Linked DNA regions of Sus scrofa: regions 2 and 3 are each linked to region 1. Evidence: chromatin contacts called from public HiChIP or PLAC-seq data. All regions are on one chromosome and are shown on one strand. Each heading gives the region's core, a stretch centred on a gene start, on an enhancer-like site or on the middle of the called end of the contact. The rest is flanking DNA. Distances are from core to core; before and after follow the strand shown.

What was found. HiChIP or PLAC-seq counts read pairs in DNA pulled down with a chosen protein or histone mark.
Region 2: an H3K27ac HiChIP or PLAC-seq map of alveolar macrophages shows a contact between it and region 1. The contact joins two enhancer-like sites. A contact is called at or near these places in 4 of 47 Hi-C or Micro-C datasets (embryonic fibroblasts, liver, retroperitoneal adipose tissue and 1 more) and 1 of 2 datasets of contacts at active chromatin or transcription factors (alveolar macrophages).
Region 3: a contact with region 1 is called in an H3K27ac HiChIP or PLAC-seq map of alveolar macrophages. The contact joins two enhancer-like sites. A contact is called at or near these places in 10 of 47 Hi-C or Micro-C datasets (blood, embryonic fibroblasts, heart right ventricle and 3 more) and 1 of 2 datasets of contacts at active chromatin or transcription factors (alveolar macrophages).

What each region holds. Positions count from the first base shown.
Region 1 is chr6:84,375,643-84,380,336 of Sscrofa11.1, forward strand. It overlaps SLC9A1 (solute carrier family 9 member A1), which reads right to left. Exons shown (of 12, transcript NM_001007103.1): 6 at 2,786-2,875; 7 at 2,245-2,315; 8 at 1,952-2,125; 9 at 1,577-1,691; 10 at 1,364-1,465. Among named protein-coding and RNA genes, the nearest start is that of SLC9A1, 48 kb to the right of the region's middle. Within about 2 kb of position 2,464, at least 7 of the 83 cell types and tissues checked have an H3K27ac peak or open chromatin away from gene starts, as enhancers often do. A contact at or near this core is called in alveolar macrophages, where this site is marked.
Region 2 is chr6:84,495,910-84,500,603 of Sscrofa11.1, forward strand. The region is part of intron 2 of WDTC1 (WD and tetratricopeptide repeats 1); the gene reads left to right. Among named protein-coding and RNA genes, the nearest start is that of WDTC1, 13 kb to the left of the region's middle. Within about 2 kb of position 1,967, at least 4 of the 83 cell types and tissues checked have an H3K27ac peak or open chromatin away from gene starts, as enhancers often do. A contact at or near this core is called in alveolar macrophages, where this site is marked.
Region 3 is chr6:84,447,334-84,452,027 of Sscrofa11.1, forward strand. No RefSeq gene overlaps it. Among named protein-coding and RNA genes, the nearest start is that of SLC9A1, 23 kb to the left of the region's middle. Within about 2 kb of position 1,963, at least 16 of the 83 cell types and tissues checked have an H3K27ac peak or open chromatin away from gene starts, as enhancers often do. A contact at or near this core is called in alveolar macrophages, where this site is marked.

The sequences.
Region 1 (4,694 bases), core at 1,214-3,713:
GGATCTGGCGTTGCTGTGACTCTGGCGAAGGCTGGTGGCTACAGCTCCGACTCGACCCCTAGCCTGGGAACCTCCATGTGCCGCAGGTGCCACCCTAGAAAAGACAAAACTACAAAAAAAAAAAAAAAGAAAGAAAAAGAAAAAAGAAGGAAAACACATGTCCCTGTTGCTTAATGGTTACAGAACTTTTGTTTGGAGTAATGAAAATGTTTTGGAAATTGATGACGGTGATAGTTGCACAATATTGTGAAGGTACCAAATGCCTCTGATTGTTCAATTTAAAATGGTTCATTATGTTATGTGAAATTCACCTCCACTCTTTTTTTTAATGATTAGACCCCTAGTCTGGGAAGCTCCATATGCCATGGGTATGGCCCTAAAAAGACCAAAAAAAAAAAAGGTGAACTCAGCGTCTTGTCTTCCTTCAAAACCTGTTCCTTCCTCGTGTCCTCTACCTCGGCCACCACTCCCGACCACCCCAATCAAAGGCTAGAGACGCCTGACTCCTTTTCCTCTTCCCCTTCAGCCCCACCTCAAACTGGGGACCAAGCCCTGCTACTTCTTCCTCCTCAATGTCCCTTGAATCTACCGTTCTTTTCCACTACCCCCCATCCCCACCCCCACCCCCACCATAATCTGGGCCACCCCCACCCCTTCGCATGTCACTCCACTGCTGAGAACCCTTCGTGACTCCATGCCCTTGGAATAAAGCCCAAACCCTTAGGCCATTAACAAGCTTCCTTGAAAGCTGAGCCCCCTGTCTGTGGTCAGGAACTTGTGCTCAGCTTCCTCCTTTTGCCTGGCCCTTCCTCTGCCCACACTCCCTCCCCGGTGGCTTATTCCTAGGCCTGCCCTGACCACTTCCTTGCTCAAGGTGCTCAGGGCCCCTTGCACTTCCTGTCCTGCACCAGAAGCTCTGCAAGGGGGGACTGGGCCGATTCACCACTGGATTCAGAGGCTGCCCTGCTGCTCGGCACTTAGGAACTGCTCCCCAAATGTTTCCTGAACAAATGAATGAATGCATGTGTGCCTGGCTTTGTAAGATTTTGGGCAAGTCCCTTTCCCCTTGGGCCTCAGTCTTCTCCCTGGAGAACAGAAGGGTCAGAGCACATGGGTAGACTCTTCTAGCTCAGATGCCTCAGGATACGGCGGGGGTGGGAGCTCTTCCATACTGAGCAGGGAGCGGGTAGGGAAGGCAGCTTTCTGAAACCTGTCCTGGGGCTCAGCTTTCAAAACAAGTGGAGGGGCCCCCAAGATCAGATCGGAGTGGCTGTCTCCAAAAGGGCTTGGTGGGGGGGGTGCAGGGAGAGGAAGGGCCCAGGTTCCTGGAGAAAGGCAGGAGCAGCTCCAGTGCCGGACATACCTTCTGCTCTAGTTGCCGGGCCTTCTGTCTCCGGAGCAGCATCTGGTTCCAGGCCTCCTCGTAGGGGTCTGCCACCAGCGTGTGTCTGTTGTAGGAACGTAGCTGGGGGAGGAACAGCTGTCAGGCAGGGCAGGTTCTGGGCATGTGTGGGGTGGGGCTGGAGCAGAGTGGGGGTGCGGAGGGGCTCCTCTGCTGTGGGGGGAGGGCCCTCACCCGCTGCCTGGTCTTCTGCAAGTTGTTCCTCAGGATCTTGCGGATCTCCTCTTCCTTGTCCTTGGACAGTGCTGGCAGGATGCGCTCGGTAGGCAGGGTCTTGGGGTGGATGTTCCTGGGATAACGGAGCAGAGATTAGGGCCCCAGGAAAATTCCTGGGACCCTGGAGCCTGCTGAGCTGGGCCAGAAGGGTTCCCCAGGGATGGCCCGGGAGGGTGGGCCAAGCCTCAGGTCCTCAGTGTGGCCCTGCAGCTCTCCCACCTGCCCGCTCTGGGAGGATGACAGAGGGGCCTGGCTCACTGCCCCCACCCCCGGTGGGCATCGAGGGGTCCGTGTGTAGCTGCAGACGCTGACAGGTTGGCCACTGGCACTCACTGCATCGACACGGTGGAGACGGCCGAAGGGATCTTGCCCATGCCCCCACTTTCCACCAGCTCGATAGCCTGCTTCATCTCCATCTTGTGGTAGAAAGCGATGAGCTGGGGCTCCTTGGAGCGCTCGCCAGCTATCAGACACTTCTTCACGTACTTCTTATTAAACCGGTTGAGCCTGGTGGGAAGAGAGGGGAGATGGATGGAGCCAGCTCTGAGAGGTAGAGAGACACCCAGGCCCTGGGAGACCCTTACCTGCCCCTCCCTGCCCTCCTGCCCACCAGGCCTGCCACCTACTTGTCCTTCCAGTGGTGGTGGCCATAGTGGCCACAGATGTCCTCGATGCCTGTCAGAAGGTGGTCCAGGAACTGAAACGGGCCCAGGGCCAGGTCAAGCCTCACCACCAGGCTCCTCCCCTACCGAGACTTGAGAAAGGGCCCCCCACCTTCCACCCTAGCGCAGTTGGCTCAGCCCAGCCCTGTAGTTCCAGGAGCAGCCAGGAGGTGGCGCCTAGACCTCACTCACGCTAAACCCTAGTGGCATCTCAAACCTTCTGCCAATGGGGCCTGACTGAGCCCCCCTTCTCTGAACTCACTGGTGCCCGATGCCTGGGAGAGGGTCTTGAAGAGGCAGAGATGGCATGACACCCCCACCTCAGGGTCTAGGCTGCTCACATCCCACCTCCCTGTGGTGTGACCTGGTGACTTCAGGAGGTTGAAAGACCACCCCAGCACTGGGATACTGGGATGAGGGAGGAGGGGCTGAGTGAGGGCAAGGACTCCAGGCCTAGCTGCTCCCTCCACCCTCCGCTCCCTGAGCCTCCCCTGCCTCCCAGTACCTGCGTGTGGATCTCCTCATTGATGGAGCGCTTCGTTTCTTGCTTTTTCTTTACAGCCAGCAGGTCTACCAGAGGCCGAATAGTCATGCCCTGGGGGCGGGGGTGGGGGTAGCATGTGAGTGTCAGGCACTCCAGTTTTGCTACTCTGGCAGGGAGACCTCAGAGCTCGCCCCCCTCCACCCCCACCCCGGGCACCACCACCAACCACCAGGGTCTCTGAGCCCGGGAGGCCCTCTACTCTGAGGTCCCCAATCTCCCAACCCCCAAGCCTGAATTTATATAAATGCAGGTCCTCAAGGCCTGCTTCTTCCCAAAGACACAGCCAGAGGTTTCTGAGCCCATCCAGCCGAGTGACTCACACGCAGGTGGGCCAGGGGTCAGAGGGCCTGGGTTCAAGTGGAGCTCCACCACAGATGTGTTCTGGAACCCCAGGGAAGTCAGGCCTGGCTAAAGGGAGGTCCCTCTCTGCTCTGCCCTCCTCACAGGACTGCGAAGGAGGAGGATCTAGTAAGAGCAGCAGCAGCTACTTGAACCACACACTTCCACGTGCCAGAGCCAGTTCTGTTCAGTATCCACGATGACCCTAACGGTAGGTCCCTTCATTGTTCCCATTTGACGGATGAAGAAGCTGAGACACTGACAGGTTAAGAACTTTCTAAGGTCTCACAGAAGTGGTAAAACTGGCTTCAAACCCAGGCAGGGAGGCCCCTATCTCAGTGCTGCCTTCATTAAAAATAGGCTTGGTAAACCACTAGCATATGTGACTTCAAAGTCAAGGTGATAAAATGCTTTTGAAGAGGGAAGCATTTTATCATCTTGATGAAAGAGGCAGCCCCCTTTCCTCTTAAAGGACAGAAAATAAGTCCAGTCCCAGGAGGTTCTCTTTACATTGTTTCTCCCAAGAAGGCAGTGCTGCTTCCCATCTAGGGCTTGGCAGGATTCGAGTCCAGGAAAGAGGGAGGGGATGAAAGAGAAACAGAGGCCCAGGCTGAGTGTTTCTCACTTGCCTGAGGTCACAGGTCAGGTCAGGAGGAGCAACTTATATCATCCCAGACTGGGCTTCCTTGGGGACTTTGAAGGACCTGGGGTGGGGTCTCAGCTAAGCCTGTTTTTTTTTTCTTTTTTTGTCTTTTGTCTTTTTAGGGCCACACCTGCAGCATATGAAGGTTCCCAGGCCAGGGGTCGAATCGGAGCTGTAGCTGCCAGCCTACACCACAGCCAGAGCAATGCATGATCCAAGCTGCATCTGTGACCTACACCACAGCTCACAGCAAAGCCGGATCCTTAACCCACTGAAAGAGGCCAGGGATCGAACCTGCATCCTCAGGGTCACTAGTCAGGTTTGTTAACCACTGAGCCACAATGGGAACTCCAAGCCTGGCTTATTTAAATGCACAGAAATCATGACCAGCGGGCTGGAGGGATTCTTCAGGATGGTCCAGCCCAGTCCCCTCAGTTCACAGATGGGGATCTGAGGCCCAGAGACAGGAGGAGAGTCAAACTGACAGCAACAGAGCTCCGGCGACTCTAGACCTCCTGCTGCCCAACTCAGGGACCTTTCCAGTTCCCTGTGTTGCGCTCTTGTTCCCATTTTAAAGATGTAGAAACTGAGATCCTAAGCTATTAAATCACTTCCCTAAAGTCCTACAATGAGCACTGTGGGCCAGCTGACTGGACCCATTTCTCCTGATGCTGTCTGGGTTCAAGCGAAGTTATGTAGCCTCCTGACTACTTTACATTCTGACTGGTCACCTCCCAGGGACTCATGATCACAACTCGCCCTTCACAACTGCGGACCCTGAGGCCCTGAAAGGAGGAGTGCTTGTTCGAGGCTGCACCAGTGATCCATGGAGCTGGTCTAGACCCCGTGGCCCCCTCTCGGGTCATGTGTCCTCTCTTGTGGCAGAGT
Region 2 (4,694 bases), core at 717-3,216, 120 kb after region 1:
TCATGGATACTAGTTGGATTCTTAATGCACTAACCCGCAACAGGAAGTCCTCCTTTCCATTCTTTTTCCCAGCCACTAAATTCATTTCCCCGGAATAATAAACTAATGTATTCAGTTTCAGTATCCTTCCAGAGAAAAATTTTTTTTCTGTAGATCAAATTCAGAGAAATTTTATGCATAAAATTCTCACCTTTTCTCACAAACGTTAGCCTAACATATTTATTGGTTTGTACCTTACTTTTGAATTTTAAAATATACTTTCATGATTTTATCATTTCAGTACATAAAGCTATTTCTGATATTCAGTTCTTTCATGGCTTTAGTGTATTCATTTGGGTGAATGTACCATAATTTAAATTGTTCCTGTTGATGGATGTGTAGATTACTTCCAATTTTTCGCGTACAGTGTTATTCCCTGCAATACCATTTGACACCTGTGGGTGTATTTCTTTAGAGTAAATGTCTACAAAATGGAATTAGTAAATCGGAAGGGTATATGTATCTTATTTTTGATAAATATTAACAGAATTGCCGTTCATGGAGTTTGTACCAATTTATACTCTTAGCTATCACACTTCTTCACTCTTAAACATAATATTCAATAAACATTTTTCTCCTCATCCCCAACTTCTCCCCCATGTGTCCATCATTATTCTGAGAAATTTCACAAATGAGTGAAACATGATGGGCTGGAGAGATCCCACCTTGGCTTTCTAAGAGAAGCGTAGTCTAAGCTGATACCTGAAAGGTGGGTGTGAGGAGCTAGCTGGATTTGGAGGAGACAGGGAGAGAAAAAGCTCTAGATTAGAGGAACAGCGTATGAATGATGCATGAGAGAGTAGAAAGTACTCAGTTCAAGAGAACCGATGGTCACAGAACACAAGTGGAAGACAGTCACAGGATACGGGGTGAGGTTGATGAGGTGAGTGCAGGTGGGATGTTCCTATGAAGGATGCTGTAAGCTATGTTGAAGACTGTCCATTTTGTCCTAAGGGCAGTGGAGAGCCCCTCAGTGATCTTTACCATGGAGCAATATGATCAGACTTAAGTTGGTTTATTTTTTTTTTAATTAATCTTGGCTTCAAAACGAAGATTGCAGGTTTAAACTGGGAACAGCCAGACCACTTAAGAGCTAGTGGCAGTGATTCAAGAAGAGGAGATGGTAGGTTACCTGAACCTAGATAATGAATTTTTTTTTTTTTTTTTTTTTTTTTTTTTAGGGCCGCACCCCATGGTGTATGGAGGTTCCCAGGCTAGGGGGTCCAATTGGAACTGTAGCTGCTGGCCTACATCAGAGCTGCAGCAATGCAGGATCTGAGCCATGTCTGCGACCTACACCACAGCTCAAAGCAACACCAGATCCTTAACCCACTGAGTGAGGCCAGGGATCAAACCCTCAACCTCATGGTTCCTAGTCAGATTCATTTCTGCTGCGCCACGTTGGGAGCTCCTAGGTAATGATAATTTGGATGATGAGAAGTCAGAGAATTTTAAAGACATTAAGGAGGTAGGATTAATAGAATGACTGAATGTGAAAAGTTAGGAAAAGAGAGGAGTCAAGGATGAAAGTTAAGTTTCTGGTTGGCGGGTAAATTCACTGAGTGAGGGAGCAGTGGAAAAAGGACTCAGTTTGAGGGAAAAGATGATGAGCTTGGTTATGAATGTTCAGGAGCTACAGCCCATGTGTTATCTAGTGCTTTTGAGATAGGTAGTTTGAATACTTGGTCTGAGCTGAGGTACACATTGGAGATGTTGATTTGGGAGCAGTGAGCAGCATTAGATTGGGACAATGATAACGAGCTGTGATTGTCTTTGAGAAGTGTGTATAGAGTAGGAAGAAAGCCTAGGATAGAGCCATAACGAAAACCAATATAAGGGCCAGTTGGACAAAGAGTATGCAAATACTATCAGAAAAGAGCAACCAGAGGAGCAGGAAGGAAAACAGAAAGGGGATGTCACAGAACCCAGAGTAGGATTTCATTGAGGAAGGAGTGGTCAGCACTATCGTATACTGCCAGGGACCAAGTAAAGTAAGGACTGAGAAGTGCCCATTAATTTAGGGCAAGGAAGCCACAGTGGTGACCACCTTGGCAAAGGTCATTTTTGTGGTATAGCTGGAAGTGGGTTGAGGAATTATTGGGAAGTGAGGAGGTAAAAATATCAAGTAGAGACTATCCTTTCAGTATGGCTGTGAAGGGGAAGAGAAATGAAAGGCCTGGGCTAGATGTAGATTTGGCATCAAGGGAGGACTTTTTAGAGAAATTTGAGTATGTTTAATCCCAAGGGGAAAGAATCAGTAGGGAAAGGGAAAGGTGAAGATGTAGGAAAGCTAGAAGAACATCAGGTCTTGGGGTTTTGTCAGGTAAATATTGTATAAGAGAACCACTGTAGTAATGAATCATGGATTCCTAGGGGGATGAGGTAGAGAGCATGTAAGGAGAGAACAGAGTGACTGACCAGACTTGGAGGACTTGCTAAGGATGAGAAGTCACAGAGGAATGCCGTATGCTCGCTCTCTCTCTCTCTCTCTCTCTCTCTCTCTCTCTCTCTCGCTCTCTCTCTCTCTCTCTCTCTCTCTTTTTTTTTTGTCTTTTTGGTATTTCTTGGGCCACTCCTGCGGCATATGGAGGTTCCCAGGCTAGGGGTGGAATTGGAGCTGTAGCTGCCGGCCTACGCCAGAGCCACAGCAATGCAGGATCCGAGCTGCGTCTGCGACCTACACCACAGCTCACGGCAACACCAGATCGTTAACCCACTGAGCAAGGGCAGGGATCGAACCCGCAACCTCATGGTTCCTAGTCCGATTCGTTACCACTGCGCCACGACGGGAACTCCCGTATGCTCTCTTTATACTTATTAATATATCTTGGAAATCACTCAGATCAGTTCATAGTGTTTTTTTTCACAGCTGCATAATACTCTAGTGTATAGATAAACCAAGATTTATTCAATGAATTTCCCCATGTATGGGCTCTTAGTGTTGTTTCTAATAGTTTATAATTATAATATCATAATGAATAACCTTGGGCATATTTTTTTTTTTATTGCTGGAGATGAATCTTCAGGGTAAAAGCCTAGAAGTGAAAGTGCTGACCAAAGGGTAAATGCAGTTTTGTTAGATATTGCCAAATTTCCCTCTGAGAAGTTGCACCCTTTTGCCTTCCTGGTAGTGATGCATGACAGTGCCTGTTTCTCCACAACTCACCAACAGACCGTGTGGTTAAGATTTTGAATTTTTTACCATTCTGATAGATGAAAAATGGTATCTCAATATCCTTTTAAGTTACATTTCTCGTATGAATGAAATCGAATATCCATATATTTAAGGGCTATTTTAATATAATATTGCCAAAGGAGGGATAATTGGAATTTATATATGTACCTACATGTTTTTGCAAATTAAGCATAGAATGGATAAGCAGAAACTAATGAAGAGAATAAACCTTTAGGGGATAGAAAGCATAGGGTGGAGGGGTAGAGAAAAGGGAATAGCTCTTCTGAATCTTTTTGTAGAGTTTTTACTTTTATAACCACATTGAGGTAAAATTAAGTCAGCAAAGTTGGGAAGGGGTAATTTCAAGTAAATTTTCTTTCTTTTTTTTTAGGGCCACACCCTCTGCATAGGGAGGTTCCCACGCTAGGGGGGTCGAATCGGAGCCACAGCCACAGCAACACAAGATCTAAGCTGTGTCTGTGACCTACACCACAGCTCATGGAAATGCCAGATCCTTAACCCACTGAGCGAGGTCAGTGATCGAACCCGCATCCTCATGGATCCTAGTTGGGTTCGTTAACCTCTGAGCTACAAAGAGAACTCCTAACTCAAGTAATTTGTGAACATGGTACTCACTGTATATTCTAAGGACAAATACACTAAAGAAATCTTGATTGAGTTCTAGTTAGTAGATTTGTCATTTGTAGTGGTATTGTAGCAATTCTGTTAACTATTTTATGTGTATTGTAGAATTGATCAAATGAGTAAATATATCAGTGTTGTTGGGATAAAATATCAATGTTAATATATAATAAATATATTTACAATATTGATATGATATATCAATGTTATTTTCACACAGTGAGAAGGGAAATTCAAATATGGAATAGGGAAAGGCAAAGAAGAACTCTGAGGTACTAGACCGGAATCAGTATCAGTATAAACTCATGGTTTTAAAATATGTTTGGTGTGGTTTTTTTGTTTTTTGGTTTATTTTTGTCTTTTTAGGGCTGTGCCCGTGGCATATGAAGGTTCCCAGGCTAGGGTCTAATCGGAGCTGTAGCCACCAGCCTCCGCCAGAGCCACAGCAACTCGGGATCCAAGCCATGTCTGCGACCTACACCACAGCTCACGGCAATGCCGGATCCCCAGCCCACGGAGCAAGGCCAGGGATGGAACCCGCAACCTCATGGTTCCTAGTTGGATTCGTTTCCACTGCGCCACAATGGGAACTCCAGTATTTTTTAATATAAATATATATGTTATTTCCAACTCTGTCTTCTGAAATGGTCCAGAAGCGGTGCTCCCTCAATAACTATGTGTTACTATTTTCCAAATACCATTCCTCACTAAAAGGAACCAGAGGTCTTGGAGGAATAATTGACCTAGGTCTGAGACATACACAATGAGTATGTCTGAGTATACACAATGAGCTTACAGCATCTTATGGCAGAAAATCAACAGAAAGTAAAGAATTAAA
Region 3 (4,694 bases), core at 713-3,212, 71 kb after region 1:
TGCCATGAGTGACGCCCTAAAAAGACAAAAAAAGAAAAGACAGGTGGAAGCGGGGGGTAGTTGGGGAGCGGGGATGGGTAGAGTGGGTTTACAGTGGAGACTCTGGCAAATATCACCAAGTGATGGGGGTTAGAGTATCACCAGTAAGTCATGTGGGCAGCATGTGACCTCTAATGGGATGTGATGAGGAGGGCACTTCATCTCTGTGCTATTCTTCCCCTAAACCCATAACCTCAGTCTAGTCCTGAGGAAAACCTCAAGGAAATCCAAATTGAAGGACATTTTGCAAAATACCTAACCAATATTCTTCAAGGTCATAGGAACAAGGGAAGACTGAGAAGTTGTCACAGACCAGAGGAGACTGAGGAAACATGAGGACTAAATGCAATGTGGTATCCTGGATGGGGTCCCTGAACAGAAAAAGAACATTAGTGAAATCTAATTAAAGTTGAATTGGAGCTCCTGCTCTGGCGCAGTGGGTTAGGAATCCTATTGCAGTGGCTCAGATCACTGTGGAGTCACAGGTTTGACCCCCATCTGGTGCAGTGGGTAAAAGGATTCAGCATTGCTGCCACAGCTGCTTAGGTGGCAGCTGTGACCTGTATTTAATCGCTGGTCCAGGAGCTTCCATACGCTGTGAGTGCAGCCATAAAATAATAATAAATAAATAAATAAATAAAGTCTGGTATTTAACTAATGATAATATGTATGTATACCGATGTTGAGGCGTTTTTTTTTTTTAAGGGTTGCAACTGAAGCACATGGATGTTCCCAGGTTAGGGGTTGAATTGCAGCTACAGCTGCCTACCTATGCCACAGCCACAGCAATGCCAGATCTGAGCCTCATCTGCAACCTACACCACAGCTCACAGCAATGCTGTATCCTTAACCCACTGAGCGAGGCCAGGGATTGAATCTATGTCCTCATAGATGTTAGTCAGATTTGTCTCCACTGAGCCACAACGGGCACTCCTTAATTTTGACAAATGCACCTTGGTAATATGCTACTATTAGGAGAAAGTGGATGAGGGGTATATAGGGGAACACTTTTGACTATCTGCACATTTTCTGTAAATCTAAAATTATTCCAAAGAAAAAGTTTAATTAAAAAACTTATCACAGGGAGTTCCCGTCGTGGCTTGGCGGAAACGAATCTGATAGCATCCATGAGGACGCAGGTTCCATCCCTGGCCTCTCTCAGTGGGTTAAGGATGTAGCATTGCCATGAGCTGTGGTGTAGGTCACAGACTAGCCTCGGATCCTGAGTGGCTGTGGTGTAGGCCAGCAGCTACAGCTCAGATTGTACCCCTAGCCTGAGAACTTCCATATGCCGTAGGTGTGGCCCTAAAAAGATAAATAAATAAACAAAATATGAAAAAAATAAAAAAAAAAATTCCTGGCCCTGGATCCTATTGTTTGCTAGAGAAAGGCATCAAAAAAAAAAAAAAAAAAAAAAAAAAGCAGAGACCTCTGATAAGGCTGCATTGCAGGGAGCGTGGGTAAAGGGTAGGGGAGTAGCAGGCCCAGCTGATACTATAGGTTGGATCAGTGTTAAGCCTTTGGGACTTTATCCCATGGCAGTGGGGAACCAATGAAGGGTACCGAGCAAGGGTGTGGCTGATTACACAGTGACTCAGCCAAGGTCACACACCTCAGCTTCCCCAGGCCCCTTTCTACCCTCCCCTACCGGAGATCCTCTTCCTTCCACGTGCTCTTTATTCTTTGCCTGCAGGGCCCAAGCTCTGGCAGGAATCTAAGCCACTAGCTGCTCATCACCCCAGCCCACCCTCCACCTCCACCCTATCCTGGTTCAGTGGTCTTGAGAGGCTCAGCAGCCGCCACACCTGGTAAGGGCTAGAGTCACCTTTCAACCCACCCAGCGTGAGACCCCTGAGGAGGAGGAGCAGGGTGGAGCCTAAGGTAAAAATCCCACAAGTTCTAGGTGGAGTCATTTCCACCACGCCCTCTCTGCTCTCTCTTCTCTTTCCTCTCTCCTCCCAAAGTGAAATGAAACCAGTTCATCTGTGGGGGAGGGAGCTCGCCAGCAGTAGAAGAAGGAACTTTAAGACAGAACCTTGTGCCACCAGGAAAATTGTCCAGTATCAGTCTTTCATTGAAAGCCTGCTTGGAAACACAAGGATGTCCAGGTCAGAAGCTGGGGGGAAGAAAACGGGAGAGAAACAGTATCAGTGCACAGTCTGCCCTCCGAATCTGCAGATTCAACCAATTGCAAATCAAAAAAATATTCACAACAAGAAAATTCCAGAAAGTTCTAAAAAGCAAATTTAAATTTGTTGAGCACTCGCAGTGATTTGCATTGTATTTTGAAGTATTTACATGGTTTTTACATTATATTAGGTATCATAAGTAACCTAGAGATGATTTAAAGTGTACAAGAGGGTATGGATAGGTTATATGCAAATACTATGCATTTTATAGGTATAAGGGACGTAAGCAGCTGTGGATTTTAGTATTGGCAGGAGGTCCTGGAACTAATCCTCTGCAGATACCGAGGGATGACTGTACATTTTTCCTGTCCTTTATTGTAGCAATGAGAGTTCAATGCTAGAATTTATCAGATTTCAAACTTCAATTAAGCCAATTTTCTCCATCCATATCTTTTATTCCTCCATGGAAAAAAGAAAACAAAAGGCTAATCTGTTCTAGGCACTCCGAATAATTTCATTTGGTCCTCACAGCAACTCTATGAGAAGGCCGAGGCTCAGAGAAGGTAAGTGGCACGTCCAAGGTTATGCAGCTGATAGGTGGCATGGCTGGGAGAGAGCAAAACCACTTCGAGTCTTGGGCTTGGAAATGATCTTGGGGAATTTTACCTTACAGGGAAGAGGGAATGGTTTTAGAGTAAAATCCAAATTGCTTTCAGGGTGTCTAGCCCCCCTTTTCTTTTTCTTTCTTTTTTTTCTTTCTTTTTATGGCCACACCTGCATATACGGAAGTTCCCAGGCTAGGGGTCAGATTGGAGCTGGAATTGCTGGCCTGTGCCACAGCCACAGCTACACAGGATCTGACCTGAATATGTGACTGCGGCAACGCCAAACCCTGAACCCACTGAAGGAGGCCAGGGATCAAACACTGCCGGGGATCCAACCCGCATCCTCAGGGACACTTACGTCGCGTTCTTAATCCTCTGAGCCACAATGGGAACTCCTAGCTGCCACTTCTGACCTCATACCTATGATTTCTGGAGTGGCCACAGTGTGTAGAGGACCTCTCACCTCAAGGCCTTGCCCTTCTTTCTGCCCAGAAGGGTCTCCCTCCATGTCCTTCTCTCTCTGCATTCAAGTCTATGTCTAAAAATGAGAGAAACTTTCTTTGATCACCCCATGCAAATGGCAGCCTCTATAGCTCACACCCCCTTACTTGTGATCATCTGTCTTTTTTTTTTTTTTTTTCTCTCCTTTCTCGAGGCTTATGGAGGCTAGGCGTCAAATCGGAGCTGTAGCTACTAGCCTAGGCCACAGTCACAGCAACGTAGGATCTGAGCCTCATCTGTTACCTAGACCACAGCTCATGGCCACACCAGATCTTTAACCCACTGAGTGAGGCCAGGGATCAAACCTGCGTCCTCAAGGATATTAGTCAGATTGGTTAACTGCTGAGCTACGATGGGAACTCCTGTGCTCATCTGTCTTCATAGCACCTGCCTCACTCTGACATATTTCTATACTTCTCTACTGTTGTCCGTATCCATCCACTAGAATGTAAACTCCATGAGAACAGGGACCTCGTCTGTTTGGGTCCCTGCTGTTTTCCTCATGTCTGACCTCTAGTAGATCCCTATTGTGTTGGATGAATAAAAAGCGGGAAATTCGGAGTTTCCATCGTGGCTCAGCAGTTAATGAACCTGACTAGCATCCATGAGGACACGGGTTCAATCCCTGGCGTCATTCAGTGGGTTACGGATCTAGTGTTGCCATGAGCTGTGGTGTAGGTCGCAGATGCTGCTTGGATCCTGTGTTGCTGTGGCTGTGGTGTAGGCCAGCAGCTACAGCTCCCATTGTTCCCCTAGCCTGGGAACCTCTGTATGCTGTAGGTTCAGCCTTAAAAAGACAAAAAAAGGGGGGGTTCTTTGGAGGACTTGATGCCCTATTATTACCCATGAGCTGCTCAATCCCTCTCACCCTTCAAAGCCTCAACTCTTTTGTCTTTTTGCCTTTTCTAGGGCATATGGAGATTCCCAGGCTAAGGGTCTCATCAGAGCTGTAGCCGCCGGTCTATGCCACAGCCACAGCAATGCCAGATCCAAGCTGCATCTGTGACCTACACCACAGCTAACGGCAACGCCAGATCGTTAACCCACTGAGCAAGGGCAGGGATCGAACCCGCAACCTCATGGTTCCTAGTCGGATTGGTTAACCACTGAGCCATGACGGGAACTCCCAAAGCCTAACTCTTTTGCCTTCCCTTCAAGGACTTCTTCTTTCTCATCTTCCCTAGCCTGGGGCTTGACACCGCCACCCCCACAGCTGCTCCAGCCAGAAACCAGAAGTCAGGAGTTCCCACTGTGGCACAGCAGAAACAATCCAGCTAGTATCCACTGACAATGCAGGTTTGATCCCTGGTGTTGGTCCCAGTGGTCACCTGCTCCAATTTCTCACCCTCTTCCATTGCATCCTGTGGGTGTCACTGAATAGCCTTTATTGCCTGTCACCTTTCAGGACCCATCTCAGGTC